Regions from separate parts of the Mus musculus genome. Here region 1 is linked to region 2. The links are chromatin contacts, called in public promoter capture Hi-C maps. All regions are on one chromosome and are shown on one strand. The core of a region is the stretch at or near the end of the contact, and the rest is flanking DNA. Distances in the headings are between cores, read along the strand shown. Region 1 holds the start of Cd7 (CD7 antigen). Region 2 holds the start of Fscn2 (fascin actin-bundling protein 2).

Region 1 (2,700 bases), core at 154-2,653, 680 kb after region 2:
CTTTCCTGACAGCCTCGCAGGTGTAGTCTCCAGTGTCTGCCAGCTGGAGGGAGCTTATGGTGATGGTCAGGTTCTTCTGGGAACCAGAGAAATTAATTCGGCCTGAGAAGGTCCTGTCTACTGTGGGCTCCTGCCGGTCTTCAAAGTAAATCACATTGTAAGCCTGAGGCCAGATCTTCTTCATTAAGATCCCTTCCAGGTGCCCTCTTGTAGAGCAGGTGATGTTGACAGAATCCCCCTCAGAGGCAATCGTGAGTCGGGGGGACTGGTGTACGTCTGTGAAGAACCAGCCAGTTAGCACCAAGCTGGCGCACAGCACACGGTGACTCAAACACGCTAACACGTATCTCAGAGGCTCCACAGATCCTACATTCATGTATGTCCTTGCACACTCTTGAGCATCTCTCACAGCACCCGCACCCGCATGCTCACACATGCTGTCTCATTTTGCTGTGCACAGGGGCTGCACTCTCTACACCTCCAGGTTTCTTTCTCCCATTTTGTATTCCTGTGAGATGCCTCCTCCATCACACCCCTCTCTGCAGAAATGCTATAGGAACTTGGCAACTTTGTTGCATCTCAACACAAGGACTTCCCTTTTGACTACTCCCCACCCTGGCTGTACTCTTTCTTTCTCTTTTAAGTGAGTCAGTCACTCCCAGACAGCCATAGTCCTATCTCCTCTTTGCCTACTCTTTCCGATGCTGGTTTCTTCATCACCCTCCTTCCCCCCATCATTTCTAGGCATCCAGAGCCTGTGGCTCTGCGCAAGGGGCACATGTTGACTTGTTCATGGGATACTCACTCTTTCAGATTCCAGCCCCGTTTGCCGTGCCTGGCACCCACACCACCCACTTTCCTGTAGGCAAGACTGAGTACAAACCTCAGCATCTCACAGAATGAACACTATGCTGGTTTTGCACAAGAATTGTGCCTGGGAGCCTGAGCCTCCCATAATCTTATTGTAGATCTTTTACACCTTACCACAAGACTTCCCACAGACAGCTGCTCTGAAAGGGAACTGAAGAACACAGTTCTCACAAGCACCAAGGGTAGATGTTAGTCCTGTAAACTAAAGCTTTCAAGTCTCTGCTTTTCCACGGAGCTGGGACTATTCCAGGTCTAAGACTAAGACTTGGGGAAGTCAAGTCAGGGCCAACCCTTCCCCAGGTGGGTGTGTGAGATGCTCTCTGGGAGCCCTGCTACAGGGATGCTTACCTTGGGCATCCAGGGGGCCAGGCAGGATTCCGGCCAGTGTAAGCAGCAAAGCCAGCACTGCCTGCTGAGTCATGACGCCCAAATCCAGGTGATCTGAGCCAAATCAGCCACTCTGGCTACAACACATTACTGAGCACTGTGAAAGTTCACACCAAAAACCCTGAGAGGAAGAAACAGGGGTGTGGCAGTTCAATGCGATTGGTGGTGAAGCTCCGAGGGAGGGCTTCCTGAAGATGAAGGTGGAGCTTGGTGGGCAGGGAACACAACAAGCCAGGTGGAGGAAGCCACCTGACCCCAACTGTCCTCCCTGGCTGGTTGGCTGGCCCACATCTTTATCATCTTTAACCAAGAGTCTCCACAGGAGACGTCAAGAGGAAGAAGAAATAAGAACTAGTCCTGTAACCTGGAAGAAAAATTAGAGGGACTTAAAGGTTTAGAGGCCGGGAGGGAGTTGAAGTTTCCTCTGGTCTTTTGTGTCATTTTCTGCTGGGATGTGTTCAGGTCTGTGGTCTCACCTGTTGTCTGGACACACTGGGGTTTCAGCCTGACACAGCATACCCAGTAGCCTTGGCTGTGGTTGCCTTGGCGGCCTGGGTGATCCTTCCTTAGAAGCATGATTGAGCCAGATCTGCTAGGCCAAAGGGCGGCTAGGAGCCCCTTCAATAGCAATCTGCCTTCTGGGACAAAACCGAGGGCCCTGTGTCTGGTTCCCAGGTTGGGGGAGAGCTAGGACTCTTGTCAACCATGAGTTTTATTGCTGGTACCAGAGCCAGTGTGTCACACTGAGGGGTGAGTTTGTGTGTGTGTGTGTGTACAGTGTCACATAGGGACTCAAAGCAGTTCCTCCGGGGTCCTACTCTAAGGGGGAAGATGCTCCCCCTGTAGGTGGGTTTGGAATGCTATGGTGTAGACAGGGGTGCCATGCGGGGTACTTGAGGGCACATGGGAGAGGGACTCAGGTAAAGGAAGGTCAAAGTTGGAAGATTTTAGGAACAAAGGGTTGGGGAGGGACAGGTCACCTGTGGTAACACAGGGACAGCAGGTATGGAACTGTGCAGCCTGAGAATATTGGAGAGAAATACGAGGGGAGCTGGGTCAGGTGGGCAGTAAAGAAATCAGCACCTAGCCCCCAGGGGAGAAGTTCATGGAAAGACAGACTTTACAGGGAAGTAAGAACAGTCAAAGACCTAGACCTAGTCTCCTTCCTAGGATGCCCGTGGCCACACCAGGGGCACATGGACTGGAGTGCTGCCACCTCTGCAGGGCTGACCTTGATGTGGTCTTCGTGCATCGACACTTTTGACTGTTTGGGGCACCATGCCTCAAGTTTCAGAGATCATAGACACACAGGGCCCTATGGGCTGTGCCTAAGGGCTCCAGGGCTCCAGGAGGAGGTGATGACCCAAACCCCAGTGCATTTATTTTGATTGAAGAGGCACAGACTCTGTGCATCTGGGTGCTGGGCGGTAGCATCAGATGCAC
Region 2 (2,700 bases), core at 11-2,510:
AAGAAGACGCCAGTTCTGGCTCAGGCCCAGGATGGACAGCTCTGGTTTCCTGCTTGGCTCTGGTCCCCTGAGGCAGGTGCAGGGTAAGAACTGAGCAGGACTACTGACGCTCCCTACGATGCCTGTCAGACTCAGGATGGACAGGGTACAGCCAGTGGTCCCAGGGATAAGAGGTCAGGGGTCAGGTGCGGCCAGCTTCCAGCATCTCCTAAGCTGCACCACCCAGCTCCCTCTTGGATTTTATGGGAGTGCTTTTAGAAGCACGGGGAAGACTGTGCCCCACACAGCCCCCCTATATTCAAGTCTGTAAAAGCCACAGGCCAAGCCCATAACCCTGTGATCTGGGCAGCAGTAATCAGGTCTCCAATTCCGTCAAAGGCAGTTGAAGCTAGACCACCCTGAGCTCCCTGCACAGAAGGGAAGAGCATCATGCCCTGAGCGAGAGTCAGCAGGGAACATAGGATCCCTGGCATACCCTGCTACACAGGTGTGTCCCTGCACATGTAGTCCTGGATGTGAGCATCACATGGTTGCCTAGCATACCATATGAGGCTGCTCTTTCCAAACCAAGTGGACGAGGCACACCAGGGTATCTGTCTCAGCATTGTCATCCCTGCTGAGGGTCAAGGTGTCCCAGCTTATGTGTGCCACTTAGGTCCTCCCTGCCGCCTCCCCAGCCCATGACTCAGGGGCAGACACAGGACAGTGTCAAGCTCAGGGCCACACACAAGGATAGGAACTGTGTGGCCAGGGGGATAGGACAGGCTGCTGCTGCATGCTACAGGGGGCCGTATTGCTCCTGGCAGCAGGAATCAGAGATGCAGTAACTGGATCCTGAAGAGGATCTGGCGGGCCACTGAGGGTGGAGGGCTGCGATCAGGTTGCCAGTCTGCTGTGAGTTTTCCACTGGGCTGCCTTTTCTACCTTGGAAAAGAGCTGGGCTGGAAGCAGGGTCTCAGGTGGGGACTGGGAAGCCCTGAAGCAATTGGCAGTAAGAAGAGAGACTAAGAACCGTGGAATCTACAGTTTATAGGGCATAGGACCCAGGCAGCCATGGGTGAGGACAAGGAGGTGGTCAGCCTCGCTTTTGTCCTGCTGGACATTGACTCTGGACTTGGTGCATCCAGGAGCCACTGAAATCCAAGCTGGGGCTAAGGCAAGTTGGCTACTGCTTCTAAGCCGGTGCACTTCTGATCCGCCCCTCTCACCCGCCCTCGGCTGCCCGCTGGCCATGTAAGATCTGCCTGGGTGGCCGAGGCCACAAGACAGAGGGAGGCAGCATTGGAGCAGGTAGCGTCCATGTCGCTGGCTAGGCTTGGGAGCCAAGGGTCAGATAAACAGATCTGGGCCTCAGGGGGGGCTACAGGCCCCCTGAACAGAACACTTAGAGAGAGTTCCTTCCCAGGCCCCTGAAGCAACGTGGCTAGCCTCAAAGATGCCAACCAACGGTCTGCACCAGGTGCTGAAGATCCAGTTTGGCCTTGTTAACGATGCCGACCGCTACCTGACTGCAGAGAGCTTTGGCTTCAAGGTCAACGCCTCCGCAGCCAGCCTCAAGAGGAAGCAGATCTGGGTCCTGGAGCCTGACCCGGGGCAGGGCACTGCCGTGCTGTTCCGAAGCAGTCACCTAGGCCGCTACCTGTCAGCAGAAGAAGATGGACGTGTGGCCTGTGAGATGGATCAGCCGGGCCGTGACTGCCGCTTCCTGGTCTTGCCGCAGCCTGATGGGCGCTGGGTGCTGCAGTCAGAGCCACACGGCCGCTTCTTCGGTGGCATTGAGGACCGACTGTCCTGCTTTGCCACGGCCATTTCCCCGGCAGAGCTGTGGACTGTGCACCTGGCCATCCACCCACAGGCTCATTTGCTGAGTGTGAGCCGTCGGCGCTACGTGCACCTGTGCCTTCAGGAAGATGAGATGGCAGCAGACGGTGACATGCCATGGGGTGTGGACGCACTAGTCACCCTCATTTTCCAGAGCAGGCGGTACTGCCTCAAGTCTTATGACAGCCGCTACCTTCGCAGCGATGGCCGCCTTGTCTGGGAACCTGAAGCCCATGCCTGCTACACGCTGGAGTTCAAGGCAGGCAAGCTGGCCTTCAAGGACTGTGACGGCCGGTACCTGGCACCTGTGGGGCCTGCTGGCACACTCAAGGCTGGTCGCAACACGAGGCCCAGCAAGGATGAACTCTTCGACCTGGAGCAAAGTCACCCACAGGTGGTGCTGGTAGCTGCCAACCGGCGCTACATCTCTGTGAGGCAAGGTAGGGTAGGGCAGCTGATATTGTGTAGTGTGTGCACGTATGCAGAGACCTGCCACATGCTGGGGTGGAGGGCGCTATTTACTGGAGATGGGTGTCTCTACACACAGTGTAAGTGGGGCTGCTGGCTTCAGGAGTCCTCGTCACTCTCCAGACATCTGGAGAGTATCAGCCAAATGTGGTGCCTGCTAGACTGCAGCTGCCTCGAAGATTGGAGAGGTGTAGCAGCGTAGCGAGGCAGAATCTGGGGGCAATAGGAGGGTGGGAAGCAGGCTGGGGACTGATACACCTTTGCTCTCATACCACCCACTTTCTCATCTTTGGGGGAGATGAGGGACAAGGGCAGGGCAAAGTGCTTGACCATTGGGAACCTTGTGGGACCCCCCCGCCCAAGAATGAGACTTTACTGTTATCCTCAGTGTTAGACATGGCTAACCCAACC

What was found. Promoter capture Hi-C pulls out the DNA fragments that hold promoters and counts their contacts.
Region 1: a promoter capture Hi-C map of stem cell-derived epiblast-like cells shows a contact between it and region 2, with 2.8 times the contacts expected there. The contact joins the promoter of Cd7 here to the promoter of Fscn2 in region 2. A contact is called at or near these places in 2 of 39 promoter capture datasets (pre-B cells and stem cell-derived epiblast-like cells) and 1 of 115 datasets of contacts at active chromatin or transcription factors (memory CD8 T cells).

Annotation. Positions count from the first base shown.
Region 1 is chr11:121,038,075-121,040,774 of GRCm38.p6, forward strand. Cd7 (CD7 antigen) reads right to left here and starts at 1,404. Exons shown (of 4, transcript NM_009854.2): 1 at 1,219-1,404; 2 at 1-276. The coding sequence starts at 1,291. The region is part of intron 1 of Gm11775 (a long non-coding RNA gene); the gene reads left to right.
Region 2 is chr11:120,360,274-120,362,973 of GRCm38.p6, forward strand. It overlaps Fscn2 (fascin actin-bundling protein 2), which reads left to right and starts at 1,261. Exons shown (of 5, transcript NM_172802.4): 1 at 1,261-2,261. The coding sequence starts at 1,436.